7 separate regions of the Mus musculus genome follow, and regions 2, 3, 4, 5, 6 and 7 are each linked to region 1. Evidence: chromatin contacts called from public ChIA-PET and promoter capture Hi-C data. All regions are on one chromosome and are shown on one strand. Each heading gives the region's core, a stretch centred on a gene start, on an enhancer-like site or on the middle of the called end of the contact. The rest is flanking DNA. Distances are from core to core; before and after follow the strand shown. Region 1 holds the start of Xbp1 (X-box binding protein 1). Region 2 holds the start of Purb (purine rich element binding protein B). Region 3 holds the start of H2az2 (H2A.Z histone variant 2). Region 4 holds the start of Mtmr3 (myotubularin related protein 3). Region 5 holds the start of Zmiz2 (zinc finger, MIZ-type containing 2). Region 6 holds the start of Tmed4 (transmembrane p24 trafficking protein 4). Region 7 holds the start of Ap1b1 (adaptor protein complex AP-1, beta 1 subunit).

Evidence for each region. Promoter capture Hi-C pulls out the DNA fragments that hold promoters and counts their contacts. ChIA-PET counts read pairs in DNA pulled down with a chosen protein or histone mark.
Region 2: a contact with region 1 is called in a promoter capture Hi-C map of neutrophils, with 4 times the contacts expected there. The contact joins the promoter of Purb here to the promoter of Xbp1 in region 1. A contact is called at or near these places in 2 of 39 promoter capture datasets (neutrophils and pre-B cells).
Region 3: a contact with region 1 is called in a promoter capture Hi-C map of pre-B cells, with 5 times the contacts expected there. The contact joins the promoter of H2az2 here to the promoter of Xbp1 in region 1. A contact is called at or near these places in 2 of 39 promoter capture datasets (neutrophils and pre-B cells).
Region 4: a promoter capture Hi-C map of liver shows a contact between it and region 1, with 2.6 times the contacts expected there. The contact joins the promoter of Mtmr3 here to the promoter of Xbp1 in region 1. A contact is called at or near these places in 2 of 39 promoter capture datasets (liver and pre-B cells).
Region 5: a contact with region 1 is called in a promoter capture Hi-C map of liver, with 2.7 times the contacts expected there. The contact joins the promoter of Zmiz2 here to the promoter of Xbp1 in region 1. A contact is called at or near these places in 3 of 39 promoter capture datasets (cranial neural crest, liver and pre-B cells).
Region 6: a contact with region 1 is called in a promoter capture Hi-C map of hippocampal neurons, with 7 times the contacts expected there. The contact joins the promoter of Tmed4 here to the promoter of Xbp1 in region 1. A contact is called at or near these places in 8 of 39 promoter capture datasets (3T3-L1-derived adipocytes, cranial neural crest, erythroid cells and 5 more), 1 of 484 Hi-C or Micro-C datasets (erythroblasts), 6 of 115 datasets of contacts at active chromatin or transcription factors (astrocytes, bone marrow-derived macrophages, embryonic hindbrain and 3 more) and 1 of 9 other capture datasets (liver).
Region 7: a contact with region 1 is called in an RNA polymerase II ChIA-PET map of memory CD8 T cells, with 29 read pairs. The contact joins the promoter of Ap1b1 here to the promoter of Xbp1 in region 1. A contact is called at or near these places in 2 of 39 promoter capture datasets (maxillary cranial neural crest and pre-B cells) and 5 of 115 datasets of contacts at active chromatin or transcription factors (astrocytes, bone marrow-derived macrophages, large pre-B cells and 2 more).

The regions. Positions count from the first base shown.
Region 1 is chr11:5,519,193-5,522,166 of GRCm38.p6, forward strand. It overlaps Xbp1 (X-box binding protein 1), which reads left to right and starts at 1,449. Exons shown (of 6, transcript NM_001271730.1): 1 at 1,449-2,008; 2 at 2,731-2,827. The coding sequence starts at 1,803.
Region 2 is chr11:6,474,500-6,477,473 of GRCm38.p6, forward strand. Purb (purine rich element binding protein B) reads right to left here and starts at 1,577. Exons shown (of 1, transcript NM_011221.3): 1 at 1-1,577. The coding sequence starts at 1,387. The coding sequence ends at 413.
Region 3 is chr11:6,443,060-6,446,033 of GRCm38.p6, forward strand. It overlaps H2az2 (H2A.Z histone variant 2), which reads right to left and starts at 1,384. Exons shown (of 5, transcript NM_029938.1): 1 at 1,278-1,384. The coding sequence starts at 1,280. It also overlaps the pseudogene Gm11970.
Region 4 is chr11:4,593,308-4,596,281 of GRCm38.p6, forward strand. Mtmr3 (myotubularin related protein 3) reads right to left here and starts at 1,483. Exons shown (of 19, transcript NM_001373897.1): 1 at 1,296-1,483.
Region 5 is chr11:6,393,578-6,396,551 of GRCm38.p6, forward strand. It overlaps Zmiz2 (zinc finger, MIZ-type containing 2), which reads left to right and starts at 1,548. Exons shown (of 19, transcript NM_028601.3): 1 at 1,548-1,711; 2 at 1,991-2,101; 3 at 2,181-2,295; 4 at 2,655-2,857. The coding sequence starts at 2,052.
Region 6 is chr11:6,273,449-6,276,422 of GRCm38.p6, forward strand. Tmed4 (transmembrane p24 trafficking protein 4) reads right to left here and starts at 1,389. Exons shown (of 5, transcript NM_134020.1): 1 at 1,226-1,389; 2 at 950-1,050; 3 at 660-785; 4 at 293-439. The coding sequence starts at 1,385.
Region 7 is chr11:4,985,254-4,988,227 of GRCm38.p6, forward strand. Ap1b1 (adaptor protein complex AP-1, beta 1 subunit) reads left to right here and starts at 1,571. Exons shown (of 21, transcript NM_007454.3): 1 at 1,571-1,798.

The sequences.
Region 1 (2,974 bases), core at 199-2,698:
AAGCTTGCAGTCAGGAGCCTAGCATAACTGTCTTCCGAGAGGCTTCATCCAGTAGCAGATGGAGACAGATGCAGAGACCCACAGCTAAGCATTGAGTTGAGCTGGGAGTCTTGTGGAAGAGATGGGAATAGAACTGAGCAGTGGAAGGGGGTCAAGGATGCCCCAAGGAGACATACAGAGTCAACTAACCTGGGACCATGGGGGCTCACAGAGCCTGGGCCACTGACAAGGAAACCTACAGGAGCTGAACTTATCCCCCCCACCCCCATCTGTAGCAAACGTGCAGCCTGGTCTGTATGTGGGTCCCCTAACAAGTGGAGTGGAGCTATCTTGGTCTCTGTTCCCTGCCATTGGATCCCCTCCGCCTCCCTGGACTGCCTGGTTGGGCCTCAATGGGAGATGTTGTACCTAGTCCTGCTGAGACTAGATGTCCCAGGGTAGGGTGGTATCAAAGAGGTATTCTCTAAGGAGAAGGGGAGGGAGCAATGGGGGGGGGGGATTTGTAAGGGTGGGACTAGGAAGAGGGGGCTATGATTGGGATATAAAGTGAATAAAAAATAAATTATTGGAAATAGGAAAAGGAAAAAAAATACTAATGTAGGGGTGGCTGTGTAGGTGAAAAACGCCCAGCACCCAGGTGAAAGGTTGGCAAGGCTGAGCCTGATCGTAACCCCAGTGGCAGAGAGCAGAGACAAGCAGACCATGGAGGTGTAATGGCCAGCCAGCATAGCCTCAGGGGCAAGCTTCAAGTGCACTGACTCTTATAAGGCGGAAAGCAATAGAAGAGTACACTCTCCCCCACCCCATCCCATCCCCTGAAACCTATTTCCACCCCCTCCTCACTCCCATTCCCTAATGAAAGGAATACTAAAGTCTGGAGGTATATATAGCTCAGTGGTATCTCTAGTTCCACAGTAAAGGGGAATAGTGGAGTGCTAGAGCATTAGGTTCTGGGGTCTGGCTCCAGCACAGCAAAACAAAGACAACAGTGATAAAAGCTCATACCAGAAGAGATCAGAAATAAGAAGAAAAACGAAACCACATGTATTCTCACTATGCAGACTTTATTTACTAATCCCTTACTACATGCTAGCCAAGGCTCTAGTGTTTTCTTTTAAAGTTATTAATTTATATCAATTAATTTATATGAAATAGGGTTTGATCTATAGCCCCAGCTGGCCTAGCTAGACCTCCCTATGTAGCCCAGGCTGCTCTCAAACTGGCAATAAAGTGCTGAGATTACAAGTGAGTACTACCCTGCTACATTTAGTTTTGCAATCATCTCATTTTCTAAAGACTCATTTTGTGAAAATTTCCCAGGTGTGTGTGTGTGTCCGCTAACCCTAAGCCGGATATGCCACCAGTTCAATTTTCTGCTGTACTGGGAAGTGGGGGGGGGGGGGGGACGGGACGGGGGACGTAGCGCCGGACATTAAAATGGGGTCGGGCTAGGGTAAAACCGTGAGACTCGGTCTGGAAATCTGGCCTGAGAGGACAGCCTGGCAATCCTCAGCCGGGGTGGGGACGTCTGCCGAAGATCCTTGGACTCCAGCAACCAGTGGTCGCCACCGTCCATCCACCCTAAGGCCCAGTTTGCACGGCGGAGAACAGCTGTGCAGCCACGCTGGACACTCACCCCGCCCGAGTTGAGCCCGCCCCCGGGACTACAGGACCAATAAGTGATGAATATACCCGCGCGTCACGGAGCACCGGCCAATCGCGGACGGCCACGACCCTAGAAAGGCTGGGCGCGGCAGGAGGCCACGGGGCGGTGGCGGCGCTGGCGTAGACGTTTCCTGGCTATGGTGGTGGTGGCAGCGGCGCCGAGCGCGGCCACGGCGGCCCCCAAAGTGCTACTCTTATCTGGCCAGCCCGCCTCCGGCGGCCGGGCGCTGCCGCTCATGGTACCCGGTCCGCGGGCAGCAGGGTCGGAGGCGAGCGGGACACCGCAGGCTCGCAAGCGGCAGCGGCTCACGCACCTGAGCCCGGAGGAGAAAGCGCTGCGGAGGTGGGCCCGGCGGGCAAGGCTGGGGCGCGGGGCGGCAGGACTGGGATTGGGACTCTCTCGTGTGTGCCAGCTGGTGGGCTCCGTACGGTGGGTTAGATTCACCTCTAGTGTCTAACCTGGGAAGCGGAGCTGAGGGGGATGCCCCTCCGAAGGTCTGCGTCGGGGGTGTGTGCAGGAGCTCCCGACACAGGCACAGAAGAAGGTGCCCGACGCCCAGTCCTCTGTAAATGCTCGCTCTTTGTGGTCGTAGGGTAGGAACCGCTCCAGCTGTCATTGCAGCCACTTGGGAACCCCACCCTGGGAACCGAGTCCACAGCGTCCGGCATCCCGAGAGTTTGGCTTGGGGAGGGACAGTTGGTAGCGTCCCCGCCGCCTTCACGGATATCGCTCTAGCAAGGAGCCTGTGGGACGGAATTGGACCCAGAAAGTAGCGGGGGAGGAGGGAAGAAGCATATGACGCAACGGGAATGTATCAGCCCGGTGGTAAAATGAGATCCGGGTGGACAGCCGCACGGGAGAGAATCAAGCAAGTCTTCAAGGCCTGTGGATAGAAAGCAGCGTGTGTATGCGTGTGCGTGTGCGTTTTGATAGGAGCTTTAAGCGTGTTTACTTGCTAAGCCTTATTCTGTAAAGTCAACGAAAGCACCAGCTGGCCACGTCTACAAATGAAGACACATGAAAGCTGGAGATGACTCAGTTATGTTCCCTGTCTCCTCCCCAAGGAAACTGAAAAACAGAGTAGCAGCGCAGACTGCTCGAGATAGAAAGAAAGCCCGGATGAGCGAGCTGGAGCAGCAAGTGGTGGATTTGGAAGAAGAGGTAAAGGGACTTCAGGCCATGCTTTCATCCCATCCATATCAGGGCCCATCCTAAACTGCTTCAGCCCTTTAGAATACAACCCAAAGTGCCATTTAAAGTTTAACCAGCCTAGCAGATAGGCCGTGAAAGCAGACGTGACTCACCCTG
Region 2 (2,974 bases), core at 327-2,826, 960 kb after region 1:
AGAACACAAATTCAGCTATTCCCAATGCATGAGTCTGGGTAACCCAGGTGTGGTTTTGGTCCCAGACGCTCGAAGATCTATCTATCCCTTCCAGTGTTTTCCTGATGAATTTCCGAACCTCGGTTTTAAACAACAGAAGCTGAGACTCTTGCGCAGGTGAGGAGATGCTGCTCCTCTTTGCAGGTTGCTGGCAGTTCCTTGGAACTTAACTGCTTTTCTCTAATTGTCTGTGACTGTTTTCTTATGGTTATTTCTCTTAACTATATTATTTTATTTTTTTTTTTGTTTTCTTCGTCTGCGGCCTCCCCTGATCCCTCTCCACTAGCTCACTGGGGACGAGAAGGAAAGGGCGCTCTCTAGCCAAGGGGATGGTGGTGGGGTTGGGGGAGGCCGGTACGGGAAGCTGCCTGCTTCAATCCTCATCCACTTCCTCACCCTCCGACTCGTCGCCGCCACCGCTGCCCCCGCCGCGTCGCTCGTAAAGCTTATCCCTCTGTCGCTCCTGGATCTCTTTCATTTCATCTGCATACCGACAGAAGGCGCCTCCAAACTTGCCCCAGGCCTTGAAGGGCACGGTGATGGCATTGCGGTAGGACGGCTTCACCTCGCTCACTCGCAGGAACACCCCGTACTTGTTGCAGCCGACGTCGAAGAAGAAGCGCTTCGAGTCCACGGTGATGGAGGTGCCCTCCGGGAGCTCTCCGTACAGGCCGCCCCCGGGGCCGCCGGCGCCGCCTCCCGGGCCGCCGGCCAGCTCGTCCTCGTCGCCCCCGTAGTCGTCGATGAGCTTGGCGAGCGCGTCGCGGAACTCGATGAGGCCCTGCGCGGGCAGCGCGATGGTCTGGCCGCTCTGCAGGCCGCCGGGCCCGGGCCCCCCGCCGAAGCCGCCGCCGCCGCGGTTCACCGTCTGGCGGATGCGCAGGAAGCGGCCGCGCTGGTTCTCCTTGAGGTCCAGGTAGTACTTGCGGTTCTCGCGCACCAGGAACTCGCTCTTGAGCGCGCGGCGCGGCCCGCCGCCCTCCTCGGCGCCCGCCGCCAGCTGCTCGGGGCTGCTGGGACCCAGCTGCGCGTAGTGCTCGATGAAGTCGCCCAGCGAGTCGCGGAACTCGGCGGCCACCGCCATCGACAGCGTGAGGCGGCTCTTGGAGCCGCCCGCGCCCACCTCGGCGATCTTGAGGAAGCGGCCCTTGGCGTTCTGCTTCACGTCCAGGTAGAAGCGCTTGTTCTGGATGTCCAGCCGCTTCGAGGCCAGCTCCTGCGTCTCCTGCTCGCCGCCCGGCCCGCCACCGCCGCCGCCGCCGCCGCGGGGCGCGGGCTGGAAGCCGCCGGGCCCGCCGCCGCCGCCGCCGCCACCGCCGCGCTCGCTGCCGCTGTCGCCGTCCGCCATCTTCTCGGCCGCCGCCTCGCCGCCGCCGCCCGCTGCGCTCGCGCCCCCGCCCTCCGCCCTGCGGCTCGCGCTCCGGGGCCCCCCAGCCTCGCCCGCCGGCTCCTCACGCGCGCCCGCCGCTCATCGCCGGTCGCCGCCGCCCCCCATCGCCTCCGCGCCCCGCCCCCGCGGCTTCCGTGCGGCACGGCCCGCTTCCGGCGCGCGCCTCCCGTGACGTCACTCCGCCCCGCCCGCCGCCGCCTCCCGGCCGGAAGACCCACACACACCACGCCGGCGGGGCGCAGAGGTGACGTCGCTGGCCGCGCCGGCAAGGCGTTCTGCGGCTACCCCGGGCGAGCCTATGTTTCTGTCCGCTGGTTTTGGGGTCCTCTTTCTTGATGCTTTACTGACGCTCCCGGTTTCAGAGGGTTTAGTGTGTGACTAGATGACTCTGTTGCTTTGGGGCTGTGGGAAGGCAGAACGTTTTGCCGAGAAGCACATGAATTATTCAACAGTGGAGCCAATCACCTCCTGGCGCCTGGGAAAGCAGAGAGACAGGAAAGGGCCAGGGGCTAGGGATCTTTCCAGAGCATACCCCAGTAACCTGTTTTCTCCAGTGAGATCCTACTTCTCACTAATGCTACTAGATTATTAATCCTCAGGGACGAGTACACTGATTAAGTCGGACTCCTAACGATTGGATCTAGCAATCCTTCAGTAAATAAGCCCGTGTTTCTAAAACAAAGAAACCAGAATACCATCTTATTTTATAAACTCCCTGAATGGAGTTCACACAAATAACTTTTGGGTTTTTTTTTTTTTTACAATTGGGTGTTTTTAATGATAGGATCTCACTAAGCTATATTGGCTTAAACTTGAGTTCTTGCATCAGTTTAATATTCGTTAACCAGGTTCCTCTAAAGTGTTGTTTTTTTTTTTTTAAAGATTTATTTATTATTATATGTAAGTACACTGAAGCTGTCTTCAGACACACCAGAAGAGGGAGTCAGATCTTGTTACGGATGGTTGTGAGCCACCATGTGGTTGCTGGGATTTGAACTCTGGACCTTCAGTCGGGTGCTCTTACCCACTGAGCCATCTCTCCAGCCCTAAAGTGTTTTAAATTTGTTTCTGTGTGGCTATACATGTACGTGTATGTGGAGGCCGGAAATAGAGTGTTTGTGTTACTCTCCACCGTATTTTTTGTGAGTGGGTCTCTGGCTGAACTTAGAGCTCACTGAATTGATCTAAACTGGCTGTCAGTGAGCCCTAGGGATCCCCCACCCCCACCCCCTGCTGCACCCTGCTCTTTTATGCAGCTGCTAGGTTTTCAAGCTTGTGTCTTAATGCTTGTGTGATGAGCAGTTAACCGCCCCTCTAGCCTGTATTCTGCCTGATGGGCCAGCTTTGTTATTTTGTTTCCGCTGAAATTTCATTTGCATCTAAGCCTAGAGTCTTCTCTTGTAATTTTTTAGTAAGGACATATTTTTGAGTGGTTTTATGGTTTGATTTTTAAGTATAGGACTATGTTTATCTGAAATATATCATGATGTCTGGGATGAAGTAAAGAATCTAAGGAATTTCCTTCAAATGACTAACCCATTGTCC
Region 3 (2,974 bases), core at 134-2,633, 920 kb after region 1:
AAAAAAAAAAAAACCCAAAAATAAAGTACCTATCATGTGAAAATGTAGATGAAACACAAAGTAATAAAACTGATGTTACAATGGATTTAGTAATAGATTTGCTCAGGAAACATTGGCCCAAGTGAAATTTAGCTAAAGGTGGACCGCCTCTCAAACCCCTCGAAGATAAGCAGTATGCTAAGCAGGCCTGCAAATTAAAAACATGGAACTTAGGATGTTAGGAGACAACTGTTCACCAGGATGGGCCACCCAATCAGACTCATTCCCGTGACAAAGGAGACAGAACTGATCTATGACCAGCAGTTAGGCCCAGATAAAGATAAACCAGCTTGTAATTCTGCAAGGTAGGTATGATGACCCTCGGTAATAACTTTGAAAAAGAACAGTGGCATACTTAAAAATACTCCTAGCCATATGTAGTAATATGTATAAATCTATCCACTTCAGCGGTCAGACTTGCAATCTCCTGTCTCTGCTTAAATTGTTCAAAGTGTAACCTGGGACCTCAAAAGAGATGTCAGGATAACAGAGTCTGTGGAATGCACACATCTAAAATGTACATAAATTAGTAAGCTCTTCAGTTGGAGGCAGGCTCTTGCTTGAGTCTTAGCCCAGCCAGACAAGCGTCAAAGAAAAGATAAAGAGCTTTTCCTTAACTAATCTCTAAGTGCATGCAGAGAGTCCTTCTTGGGAAGGCTTACTATTTCTATAACAGCGAAAGCATATTTCAAGCAGGATACCGACAGAAATATAATTCCAAAAAGAGAGCGTCACTCCCCTTAATCTTGGTGAAACACATAGGTCTCGATTGGTTTTAGGACTTTCCCCTCAATTTCAGAATGGGGCTAAAGTTTTACTCACTTTCTTTCTTTAGAAGTCACTTTCAACTAGATCTAAACTACAGAATGAAAAGATACTTTAAGATGAAGCCAAGTAAATAAACTTCTATTCCAAAGAATAACCGGCAAGCCGCTGACGAGGCGAGCGGTTCTGGTGGGCAGGATCAGAACTCCTCCGATCCTCAGCGGGGGGCATTACGTAACCCTGAGCCGAAGCCTCAGAACTCGCAGGGCTACAGCCGGACCTCCTCTGTGCGGCGCAGCACCCGCCCCCCTGCTTCTGCCTCCCGCGTCCGGCGCGCCCCCCCAACCCCCGGCGGAGTCCGGAACAGCGGGCACTCCGGCTCCGAAGCGCGACACCGCCCACTCCCGATCCCCCAGGTGGAGCAGCCGTCCGGGGCTTCTGCGCGCCCACTCCACGCGCGACCCCGCACTCACCATGGTCTCGGCCGCGCGACGCCCACTGCAGCCCCGCGCCGCCGCCGCCGCCGCTCTCGCAGTCGGACCGCCGCAGCCAGAGCGGGACAATGCCCGGGGCCCGCCTCGCGCCGCCTCCACCAATAGCCGCTCACGTTGTTCGTTTGAACCTCGGCGGCCGGCCAATTGTACGCTTCCTTCTAGCCATAACTCCGCCCTCCCGGTGCCGCCTCCCTAACCGCTGTTTGTTTTTTGCACACGGCCCTTGGAGGTGGGCCCTCCGACCAAACATTGACACTCTCTCCGCCGCTCTCCTTGCGCGGACTTCTGATGAACAGAAGAATGAACCAATGAGAGAGGAGGAAAGCCAATGAAAACATTGTCGGCCGCACGGGGGCGGGAGGCTGGGAACAACAGCTCGGTGAACCAATAGACTGGAGCGATTCGGCACAGCTGTGCCTTTCCCGCCCATTTCAGAGCCCGCCAGGACTTCTTTGCTTTGTTTTTCTTCAATTGCAACAAGTTTAAGGGGAACGTTTAGGTAGCACAGGGTCAAATGTCTAAAGTAGAGTTACCTTTGTGCAAAAGCTATTGTGAAAATTTAGGAATAAGTGTATATCGTAGTCCGCACCTAGTTAAATTCTCTAGCTATCGCCAACCCATTCACACAACTTTAAAAGGTTTTATTATTTTTGTGATCATCAATGAGCCCGGGAGATTTGGGAGAGCCACATCCATTTCTCAGCTAGAGAAACGCACTTAGGTGAATGTAGTCATTTGCATACAGCCTTCATCAGAAGTCTTAGACTTTGTTCTGGTTCCAGCTTCAAAGCTTAATTTTTTTCCCATTAGGAAGCACAGACCAGTTGTAGGAGTTAGTTGTGAGCAAAATAGTTTTCTACGGTTTTTGTTGTTGTTTGTTTGTTGTTGTATTGAGACTTCGTTCTTGTGGTAGGATTTTTCCAAGCCATTGTTTTAGAAATTTATCTCCAGCTAGACAATACCTGTCTCAAAATTTGAATTGTTTCTTTTGACAGGGACTATAGCTCTGAGATCAACCTCCATCAGAAGAAGCAACTTGGAGCAGGTCTTTATGAAAAAATAATTTTAATGCTAAACGAGGAAGGGATGAACTTCTAAATGAATTATTCATTTAAATATATGGACAAGTACTTGAGGGGAGTGGGTGGGGTGGGGTGGGGTGACGTCTTTGATCCGAGCACTCAGGAGGCAGAGGCAGGTGGATTTTTGCGTTCCAGGCCAGCCTGGTCTACAAAGCAAGTTCCAAGACAGCCAGGACTACACAAAGAAACCCTTTCTCAAAAACAAACAAACATGGGGCTGGAGCGGTGGTTCAGTGGTTCACTGACTGCTTGTCCAGAGGTCCTGAGTTCAATTCTCAACAACATGGTGGCTCACAACCATCTGTAATTGGGTCTGTTGCCCTCTTCTGGTGTGTCTGGAGTATAGCAAGTGTATACACACACACACATAATCTTTTAAAAAAAGATATGAAGATATGGACAACTGTGAGTGGAATGAATGGAATAATGTGTTCAGATAACAGAACCCTGTGTTCAAGTTTGGAATCAGTTCCCCAGGCAATACTGTAATCAAATGATAATGGTCTTACCAGTGTACCAACCATTATACTTCTAAGTATTGAATTCCCTACATTTTCTGACCCCTGCTCACCTTGTCTTTTATCACTTCCCCCT
Region 4 (2,974 bases), core at 233-2,732, 930 kb before region 1:
CAGACTTCAGGCCTCACTTCCTTTATTTTCCTCTAGGTTTTTGGACATACGTTCAGCTATACAACATTTAATTTGATAAAATGTGTTCTGATGCCTTGTGAACAAATTCATTATGCTGCTCACAGTTACCTAAAAAGTAAAAATGGTAGGGGTGAAATATGTCTTCATAGGCAATCACTCTAACCTTCTAGAAGCTTCCAAATTTAGTTTAATAACATATTGCATAGTGTTTACCCACAACGGTGTCATTCTGTAAACTCTTCTACTCAGTCAAGCATGGAAAAGAAGTCTTTCACTGGCCATCAACGCATGTTATTTGGTTTCCAAGTAAAAAACACAGAAACATTGCAGAATCTCAAAGAAGGCCTCCTTCACATCCCCACAAACAAGATCATTTTGATACAGAACCATCTACCATTCAATCGTAACTTCTGACGGCTCACTGTTCACAAGAGGAACGAGGCTGAGCCTCCACTACAAGAACACATGCACTTTTAATACAAAAAAAAAAAAAAAAAAGACCCTAAATGTCAAAAAGCCAAGTGGATGTCAAGATAGTAAGAAGAATAAAAACGTAAACTTCATTCTGACAATGACTGAACATTAATATCTAACAGAAACCTGTGTGTAAAACTCACAAGTGAGATGATCTGACTCCTGGTGGCCTAACAGAGTGTGCAAACTCTACTTCCAATTTTTGAAATAAGTTTTCTGGCCCCAACAATACCATCTTGGGTCATGAAATGCAATACATCCAGTACAATTTCAACCCAAGAAATAATACTGATCTTTTGCAGAGCTACTTGAGCAGTGTTCCCCGAGCTCCTCCAACCACCCCTGGACCTTCGTTCCCCTTCAAGCACTACCAGGTCAGGAGGATGCCCTGCTGCAGTTAGGCTGAGGCCCGCACAGCTCGCCCGTGGTTTCCAACAGCACGACCTCCGGCCTCTCGCCACTAAGGACTCCCACGGTCTCGACCAGGGCCTCGGGCCACACGCTCACCTCCCGGAGGCCCGGGAGCGTTTTCCAGGGCGCCCCAGCCGCAGCTCCCAACACTCCGAGTGTTACCCACCGCCAGGTTCAGGATGGCCGCCGAGCTCGGCGACCCCGCCTCCCCCGACTCGCCCGACCGGGCCTCGGTGCTCCATTCTGAGAGCTTGCCCCGGGAGGCCGCGGCCAACCCAGCCCTCGGCCCGCCGCCGCCTCCCCGGCCGGTGACAGCCGCCGCACTCGGCCCAGGTCCGCCCCTCCTCCAGCACCTCCTCGCCACCAGAGCCGGAGGGTGGGCTTCTTACCAGGCGGCAGGACATGGCGAGGCCCGCCACCGCAGGGCCTCCTCCGCCACCCCAGGAGGCTGCCAGCCAGGGTCGGCGGGGGCCAGCGCCTGGGCCGCTGGAGCGTCTCCGCCGGCTGCTCCGCCGCCGCCGCCGCCGCTGCCGCCGCCGCCTTCTCACAACCACAACAACATGGCGGCAGCGGCCACACAGAGCGCGCTCCCGAGACCGATCGGAGCTGAGAGCGGGGGCGCGCGCGCACGCTCCGGCGCGCTGTCCGCTGTGGGATGGGGGGCGGGGGGGAAGACTGGCCGTCACGGGATGGGCGAGGGCGGGGCCTGGCTCGTTGGTCACGCCCCAGGATGTGGGCGGGGCTGCAAGTCACCAGACTGTGGCTGCAGAGAAGCGTCAGGAGGAAGAAAAGAAAAATGAGAAGTGAATAAATAAACCGTTACGAATTAAGAAAAAGAAAAACAAGGTTTAGAAAGATTTTTCAGGCTTCTTTTCCAACTTAATGGACCAAGACAGCACTTCAGCTTACTCTACTTTCTATTAAAACTAAGAACAGTAGTGATATTATATCCCCAGCAAGTATAGTCAATATAAAACTAACTTAATACCGTGCATGTAAATATAGTGTGCTATAAGTTATGCCCAGAATACAAGTTCAAACTGCCTCAACGCCAGCTCCTAATAAAAAAAACCTCAGTGCTCAAAGAAAAGCAAGGGGGAAAAGAATCCCTACTTTGACTGGCCTCCAGAAGAGCCCCATAGTCTAACACTGTAATACCTTATTTTAGGTCAGCAGTCCTCGGGGTCTCAAATATCCTGAACCTCAGATATTTACATTATGATTCATGGTAGTAGAAAATTACAGTTATAAATTAGCGAGGAAAGTAAGTTGGGAGTCAGCATACGTGAGGAACTATATTAAAGTCACAGCGTTTAAAGGTTGAGATCTACTGGCTTAGGTCCTAACAAATCCTCAAAGATATTTCACTTCCTTAGATGAATTTTAACATGACCTTGATTTTTTATCAGAAGACAAGTAAATGAAATTTATCCCTGTATTTGTTAAATTGTTTATCTCCCCCCCCCCATTATTTGTTTCTTTGTATTCAACATTATTGCCTCTCTGCCCCCACTGGAGTTTAAGAATAATTAGAAAAAAAGGATGCTGTCTTATTTGTCATTATGTCTCCAGAACCTAAAATTGCACAACACAATAGCCAGACAAATCTCCTAATTATGGAAGAGCAAGTGTTTATATTTATCTAGTTGAATCTTCATAAATGGTCAGGCCTATCTTTATTTTACAAACAAAAAAAAAGTAAAACCCAGAATAAGTTGAATTTAACTTAAACTTCAAACCCAGGCCCAGATAACAACACAAACTGTCCTATTACTCTCTGGGCTACCCACCACATCACAGAATCTCAAGGAAGGTCAAGGAAGGCACTACATCACAGATCAGTTAGCAAAGACTTCCCACCGCCCTCCAAGGACCTGTCTTCCTCCTCTTCAATGCAGCTGATTGTGTCTCCGTTTTCACCTTCACTAGAAAAGCACAGGCTAAATTGGAAGTACAATGATTGCACCTCTTGGGTCAAAAAAAAAAATCTTTTGGTAGTGATAGCAGTAAACTATACACTTTCATTTATAATCCACTGTCCTGGTTTCCCTTTGTGTATATTCTCATG
Region 5 (2,974 bases), core at 298-2,797, 870 kb after region 1:
TTTGATATTTTCTTAAACATTTTATAGTTTGTATTTTACATTTAAACCTAGGACCTAGTTCATTTTGGTATATGCTGTGACTCGGTTGTTGTTGTTACAGTAGTGAGGCTCAAACTCAGAGCATGACGTGTGTAAGCACACAGGGCAAGTGCTCTGCCATTAAGCTACATCTAGAGATGCTCCCACCCCCGTCATATTTTGTGTCTGAAGTTTTTTGTTTACTGGTAGGCTCTAGTTGCTCGTGTACCACTTGTTAGAGATGTCCTTCCTCCACTGAATTGCTTTGGTGTCTCTGGGAGTATTTGTGTGGCTATTTTCCCATCTCTTCTCTTTTCCATTAAGTCGTGCTTTTGTCTTGATTCCTGTTCCTATTTCCTGACATCCACATGGTTGTTCCAGACCCCACATGTCAGATCTTGGGAGGAGTTCTTCCCACCAGGTCAGCTGCCAGGATCCAGCAGGAGCAACATAGATGCCAGCCTCTGCTGCCAGTCTGGCACATTCTGTCTCCAGCTGCCTAGGCAGGACCTGGCCTGGGCTAGAATCAAGTGTAGTTGCCTCTGAGGGCCAGGGGACAGAGCCTGTGGATGAGGTGGATGAGGTTTCTCTTCCCTGGTAGCCTGGTGCTGGGTGTGAGAAGGATCTCTGGGAGCCTAAGGCTGCCCAGGCAAGGGCAAGTCACAGTCCCCTTTTCTCTCTTTCTCTTATCCGTTCTGGGGCTTTGTGTGTGTAGCCCTGCCCTGCAGAGCCTCCAGGTCTGTACTGAGCCCTGAGTGGTAAGCACAAAGAAATGTTTGTTCCAGAGCTGAGTGGGTGCTGCGATACCCCTCTCTCCCCTAGACAAGAGGCTTGTGAGTGCTGAGTGGAAGATGGAAATCACCAGATCTGATAATGGTTCAAAAGGTATGTGTGGCAATCACACAGCCCCTACCAAGAGAGGGTTTCAGACAGGAGCACCCAGGCCTTCCCAGAGGTCCCTGAGAAGTGCCCAACACATGGCTTGTGTGCCATTCTGGTGAGACCAAGCAGAGGTAGGCACGCATGTGGTCCAGGGTATATTAGGACCTGAGTGGATGAGGCACTGAGAAAGGCAAGGAGTGGGAGTCTTCTGTACCAGTCGCTGCTCTTACCTGCTGTTGCCTCCCTGTCCACCAGCCACTGCTACGGTTTTCTAAGAATGAAGCCCAGTTGGTCCCATCTTGTAGATGTGCGTTAGCATGGTCTGGCTTTGTGACTACCCCCCACACCTGCTGTGCTGTGTGTGTCACTGCCATGTTGGGAATTCACAAGTGTCACAGATGGGTCTTTGGGGGGGGGCAAGATGTCCACTTGACCATATACTTAAGGTCATATTTGTCTCAGGGGTGTGTGTGTATGTGTGTGTGTGTGTGCACCTACATGCATGCATACATGCACGCACGCGCGCGCGCGCACACACACACACACACACACACACACACACACACACACACGCCTGCTCCCCTCAAGTCGTCTGGATCAGCTTGAAGGTCCTGTGACCTGAAGCCCTTCTGCCACCCTCTTGATAGGAGAGAGCTGCCAACCAGGGGCTGGGTCAGTGCCTGTGTCCTGTGTCAGCCGTGTCGGTACAGCCACCCTAAGGCCAACCTGGTGGATGGACTGCCGTTGTACATCTGCTGCCTGACTTTTCAGCATCTGCCTCAAAGAACACTCAAGCTCTGCTCCTTCTCAGGTCTCTGGGCTCCGCAGGGTGGGGGCTACCCCTCTGACCTTCTCCAGGGCCTGCTGAGGGTTCCTGGCTTCCTATGATTTATATGGGAAAGGGAATGTGGGAAGTATTTGATATCAGAAAGCCCTTTCCAGGGTTGATCCAATGGCTTAAGATGACAGAGCCCTTGTTAGAGTTGCTTTGCACTGCATTCTGGGCTGACATTTGCCAACGCTACTACCCTGGCTTTGTCCGTGCTACCATGAGCATCTAAGCTCCTGCCTTCTCCCTCCTGTCCCGCAGCCGGAGCAGCAACTCCCGGATAAGCTCCAGCACATTGGGCCTGTAGGCTGCTCCATCACCAATGAACCCCATGAACCCCATGAAACCCGCCCTGCCCCCTGCACCACACGGGTGAGTGTGGGCTTCTGTGGCCTGCCTCTAGCAAGCCCTTGGCCTTCTGACCCTGCCTTAACCAGCTGCTCTCTTTTAGTGATGGTTCATTTGCATATGAGTCTGTGCCTTGGCAACAAAGTGCCACTCAGCCAGCTGGGTCACTGTCTGTGGTCACTACTGTGTGGGGAGTTGGCAACGCAACCCAGAGCCAGGTGAGTGTGTATCAGGGCCACCCCACTCCCACCCCCACCCCCCAGCCCTCAGGATCCAGAGTCTTGGTGGTGCCTCTACCATCTTAGGGCTCCAAGAACCAGGGACCAAGCGGACTGTCTGAAGCACAAGGATGGGGCTTCCTGAGGGTCTCAAGTCACTAGGTGCCTTTCTTCTGTACTACCATGGGATGTCTTCCCCTGGCTCCAGAGACCCTTCCAGTCAGAACTATAGACAACCACTCCTGCCACCCAGGTCCTCCCCCATTTGCTGGGCATCTCTTGGCATCTAGCACTTTAGGGCTGTGTCTTAAAGACAGTAGTTTGGCTGGTTCTCTCTGGTGACTCCCACTTCCTTGTAGGTTTTAGGGAACCCCATGGGCCCTGCAGGAAGCCCCCCTGGTGGTTCCATGATGCCTGGTGTGGCAGGTGGCAGCTCTGCCTTGACCTCCCCGCAGTGCCTGGGACAGCAGGCGTTTGCTGAAGGAGGTGCTAGCAAGAGCTACGTACAGCAAGGCGTGTATGGCCGAGGGAGCTACCCTGGGGGATCCAGCTTCACTACTGGGTAAGCCAGTGACTTGAAACCATCAGCCTGTCAGTCCTGCAGAAGGGTTGGATGTTGCCTGCTCCTCCCCTACTGTCTCTAGTAGCTACAGTGGAAGTTCTGTTGAGAATGGAAGAA
Region 6 (2,974 bases), core at 139-2,638, 750 kb after region 1:
GTATTTATATATAATATAGTCATTAAAATAAATATAATACATTTTATATACGGATATATAATACAGACACACACACATGACTGGAGGTGTGGCTCAATGGTAGAGAGCTTGCCTAACGTCCAACCCTGCCACTGTAGACATATACAGAAATCGAGGAAAGAAAAGCAAACCCAAACCTCACCTATGTAGACTGACTGGTAACTCCCACATTCCCGAGTAGAGAAGTCCCCAGCAGCCACGTTGCACAGTGGGTTTAAAGGTCAAGTACAGCCTCCAAGTTCAAGTCCCTTACCCTCTGATAATCCTGCTCCTTCTGGATCTGTTCCACCTGGTCAAGCAACTGGCGAGCTCGAAGCTGGAGCTCTGTTAACTTATCCTTAGCAGCGATCTCGGGGTAGTTGTTGGCATGCTCTCCAACCTGGATGTCCAAGTGTACACGCTACAAGGAAACAGGACGAAATGACGGGGGTGCCACCCACCGTCTGTTACCGCTATGGAGTCTGATTCTTGTCTCTGGCTGAATGAGGAAGAAGGACATCCAGTTCTAACTGTACCCACTTGCTGCCCCCAGAAAGGCAAAGTTAAAAGAAAAAAGAAAAGACAGCAAGAAATCAACCTTGGTATCAAGTGAGAAACTCTAAGGCTGATGAGCCTCTTACCAGTTTGCCTCCAGCGAAGAGAGCCATTCTGGTGGAGTTGGAGTGAAGACAAATCTGATGGTCACCGGGTGTGTGGGATGTGAACGTGAAACGGCCCTCGGAGCCGTATTGCCGGGACAGTACAACCTGCAAACACGCATCAAGCCCCAATTTTACAACGATCTCTTAAAATGCGGGACCTGGTACCTGGGGACTTTCTCAGGACCACGGCGGTATTTTCCATCCCATAAAGACATTAACGGACAGCTGGCGCCAGCTAGAACCTTTTTAGCGAGGTGGTGGGGGTTTACCTTGCCGTCCGGGTCCTTCACCTCTACATGCATGCCCAGGCCGGGGGTCGACGGCAGGAACACCTCTTTCTGTTTGTCCCACATCTGAGTTCGATAGTTGCCTGCAGAGTAGACACACAGTCACAACCTAGCCCCCAGGAGGTGGCCCCAGGGCACTGTGCAGGGGAGCTGGTGCCCTCAAGGCACCCTCGGGATGGGGTCGAGCTGACAGGGAAGGAGGGGTGCTTCCAAGGGCCAGCTGAAAACAAAGGGCCTCTCCACCCTCAGCCCCCTGACCGATGACCATGGTCTCGTCGGGTATTTCCTCGATGAAGCAGCGCTTCTCAGTCTCGCCGATGTGGAAATAGAGCCCACGGGCACACGCAGCACACACAGTAAGCACCAGCAGCCCAAATCGCACCATCCCCTGCAGCGGTCCGACCCCAACACCTGCCATTGCGCCTCAACCTTGCACATGCGCACACTTGCGCACTGCTCAGCGTTTGCGCACCCGCTTGGAAACGGAACATGCGCCTGCGCAGTGTCGCAGTCCCTCAGCTCCCTTTCGAAACCCGGTCCGCTGTACACCCGACCCCAAGCTTGCATTGTTCTGCGCCCGAGCGTCCCCTAGCGTAAACTAGCCTTACAGAGAGAAAAGGCCGGCCCAATGAAGCTGCCCAGGGCTTCTGTCCCTTGTCTTTAGGCTTGATTGCCCTTGTTAGGCACCTCTCTGCGCCTGTGCTCTGTGTAAGGAGAAGCAAGCGTACTTTTCGGGGAAGGGTGCTAGGCGACTTGAGATGGTTAACCTGAACAGCGTGAGTTCTTCTGGTCCCCAGCACCTGAAGTAAAATAAACCTTTCTTTTGAGCACCCTACAGAAGAGAACACATTGTGTCATTTCACAACTGCAGGACTTATTGAGTCACAATAAATTCAAAGATAGCTTAGTTTACACAGCCTCCTGAGCAGTGTATTATCACACCTGACGCTGCTGGGTGCTGAGGATGGAGCTTCTTGCAAGCTGGCCAAGCACTCTACCAACTGAGCTACCGCCAACTGAAACAGGTTCTTTTATCCAGTTTTAATTACTATCAAGTCATACATTATATATCATATAGTGATTATGTCTATGTGTATGACCTAGCATTGACTGTCAACTTGACACAACAGGGAAGAGGGAACCTCAACTGAGGACTGGCCTCCATTGGACTAGCTTGTGAGCTTGTCTATGGGGCATTTTCTTGGTTGTTAGTTGATAGAGGGCCTAACCCACTATGGGTGGTAGCATCCCTGGGCAGATGGTCCTGGGTCGTATAGTAAAAGTAGCTGAGAAAGCCAGAGGCAAGCCAGAGGCAAGCCAGTAGGCAGCACTTCTCCATAGCTGCTGCTTCAGTTTCTGCCTCCACATTCCTGCCACGGGTTCCTGCCCTGGCTTCTTTCGGTATGGATTGTAACCCAGAAACCAATAAACGCTTTCCTCCCATTCTGCTTTTGGTCGTGGTGTTTATCAGAGCAACAGAAAGCAAGCTAGGACTGTGTGTGTGTGTGTGTGTGTGTGTGTGTGTGTGTGTGTGTGTGTGTGTTAGAGAAGCCTTACAAAAAGGTTTAAAAGGATGCAACATAGTTCAAGGAGTTCAAAGAGGTCTTAATGGGAGGCAGAGGCATAGAGCCAATAGGCACTGTGGTAGTTCTGTTAGATTAACTGAACTAATCACAGAGCTGTTGTTGAAGATTTCAGAGCTGAGAGACATAGAGTTGAACCAAGCAGAAGCAGAACTGAAATGCAGGATCACAGGACCATGAATACGAAGTTCAGGACTAGGTCCAAATGAACCAAGGAAATGAATAGCAGCAGAGACCCAGCTGAGCTGAATGCTGGGGGATGTTCAGGAGGGCCTTGTCTTGCCAATCCCTGAAACACACTCCCATAATAAGAAAGCAGGTCAGTAGGGCAGTTGCCATGGCAGTGTGAGGACTGCTCCTTTTTTCTTTTTCTTTTTTCTTTTTGTTTTGTTTTTTGTTTGTTTTGGGGGAGTGGGGATTTTTC
Region 7 (2,974 bases), core at 321-2,820, 530 kb before region 1:
AAGTACTGGAATTACTGGCATGCACCACCAAGCCTAACCTTTGCCCTGGATGTCCTGAAATTCTGTCTGTAAACCAGGCTGGTCTCAAACTTTGGAATCCATCTGGGATTAAAGGTGTATGCCATCACTACTTGGCAAGATTTATTTATTTTATTTTATGTTCATATGTGCATGTACCTGTGCTTGCATGGTCAGAAGAGGGTTTTAGATCCTCTTGGACTATAGTCACAGATGCCATGAGCTGCCATGTGGGTGCTGTGAGCTGCCATGTGGGTTCTGGGAATGAACCCCTGTTATCTGGAAGAGCAGCCAGTGTTTTTAACTGCTGAACCATCTCTTCACCCCAGCATCTGGAATTCTATTTTGTCTATTTTATCAATTTGCCATAACTATTTTATCAATTTGTCATAATTATATTATGACAAAACTTTAAAGAATGTAAAAACAGCTGGGTGTGGTTGTGCACACCTTTAAACCCAACACTGTGAGACAGAGGCAGGCAGACTTCTGCTTGGTTTTTCAGTTTCCAGGTCAGCCAAGGTGACAGCGATTCAGTTGTTAGAGTGCTTGCATAGGATGTAAAAGCTCTGAGTTAGATCCCAGCACTACATAGACCAGGCATGATAGTACATCACTGTGAGCTCAACAATGGGGCTGGCTTGGGTTACACAGCAAGAGCTTGTCTCAAATCAATAACACACAAATAATAAAATAAAAAGGCAGACATATTACATCTAGGAGGATAACCAAGTGTTAAAAAACGATTTTCTCAGGAGCCTACGTGTTTTGGTTTTGCCTTTTTTCCTTACTAATATATTTCTTTTTTTTTTAAAAAGAATTATTTATTTTGTGTGTATGAGTACAACACTGTCGCTGTCTTCAGACACACTAGAAGAAGGCATGGGATCCCATTACAGATGGTTGTAAGCCACAGTGTGGTTGCTGGGAACTGAACTCAGGTCCTCTGGAAGACCAGCCAGTGTTCTTAATCACTGAGCCATCTCTCCAGCCCCCACTAATATATTTCTTTTTTTCTGCAATGCAGATATTATTGGTTTAATAAAAATGCTAGAATAGAAGTTTTATAATGTTTTAAAGGGGATGAACACAAGTTATCTATTAGAAAGAGAAAATTAATAGGACCAAAGTCAGGAATGAAATGGCTGTATCAGTTGAGGTCTCACTGTGAAGTATCCCTTGGATAAGAAGTCTTGGACGTAGCTTATGTTTTCCTTTTAGAACAATGAATTTTCCAAGGGCAGCAGAAAAAGTCTCGTTTTAGCCTAGCAGACAGGCGCAGTCCAGCAGCTGATCAGATTTGTAGCTCCGACTTTCCCTTTTCCTAAGACAACGTTGGCCTCAGTCTTCCCATCTGTAACTCAGAAAGAGATGAACTTTAAAGTCTTCCAAGACCCTTTCGATTCCATGGTGTTTGAGAGGGAGCCTGGCCAGGGATTCTGAGCAAGGGTATCCCAGCCTGAACTTAGCCGCTTGGCCCGCCCAGGCCCTCAATTCTCATAAAAGCCGGCTCTGCTAAGGCCCCGCCCTTCCCACACAGGCCCCGCCCAACAGGTCCCCAGCCCCTCCCGCCAGGTTGCACCCTCGACCCCGCCCCCGGGGTGTGCGTCCACCGGAAGTTCCGCGCACGGGCCTCTTACTTCCGCTCGGCAGGTGACAGCCGTGGAGCTTGGAGCCGCCGGCTGCTGCGACGCACCGGAGGAGAGGGAGGCGGAGGCTGCGGACATTTTGCTGCTGAAGCGAGCCGAGCCGCGGCACCCGGAGCCGTTTGGATTTGTGGGTGAGGAAAAAGGCAGCCCGGCGAGATAGGAAAACAAACAAACCCGAAGGGGTCCGAGGAGTGGGGGGGGTCTGCGAGGTCAGAGGTCACGGAGAGGACGCTGCGCTGGAGGGTTGCGAGCCGCGAGAGGGCGAAGGTGAAAGGCCTGCGTGCTCATTCATTCCCGACGGCTTGGCGGCCCGGCGTCAAGCCGTCCGTCATTTCAGGTCCGCAGTCCGGTTCGGAGAGACTCCTGCACTTAGGCCTCCCCTGCGCCCTGCTTGTCCCTTCCCACTCCTCGGCCAACCTCAGGCCTCCTCGTTCAGGGCCTTATCTCTTAGCCGCCGCCCCCCCAAAACGGGGCAAACATCTAGAAATGGCCTTCTGCCACCCGCCCCTCGTCCTTTGGATCCTCAGGGACACGTTGACAGAATGGGAGCACTTGTCTTAGTTCTAACACCACAAGAATGTCTTGTCACTGGTTCTCCAGCCCTTCCTGACTTCGAACCTCTGTGCTAAGCACTTTGTGTACTGAGCTCACAGCTGCCTCTGTAAGGTAGCTACTGTTGCTTTCCCCCTCTCACTCGCGAGGACACCGAGGCACGGGAGGTTAAATGACACACGGAAGGTCATTCGAGTAGTAGAGGCAAAATCAGGCTTCCTATGTAGGTCTCCAGAGACCTTCAAAGCTCGGGGAGAAAGGCACCTGGAGCTGGCTTGGGGTCTAGAAGTGACTTGATATATTGTCGCCAATATATTGTGTGAGTTGGTGTCAGGATGCAGCCTTCTCACCTGTCGTCTGATCCGATGTTTAGGAGGAGCTGTTGATACACTTTCAACTTAGGAGGCTGTTCGGCCAGGTTGTTTTTGTCAGTGTTTTGGCTCTCAGGTCTTCCTGCCTATTGGGCTATTCTTGGAATTGATATCCAGACAACCCCTTCATCCCGTTTGCACTTTATTCGTTTTGCAGTAAAGAGGGGAACAACGGGGCCCCTTGGGGGATCTTTTGGTCCTAGGTTCTAGGGGAACAGGCCCACAGGATGGCCTTTGGCCTGTCATGGTGCCTGGGATGACTGGTCTGCGTGGGAGATGGGAAGGCGACTTGGTACCTGGGGTGTGAGCCTCTTTTCCTTTAGAGACATTTTGTTGCTCCTTCCTTATACCTTAGTTTCCCTGACAGCAACACAAGAGAGACTT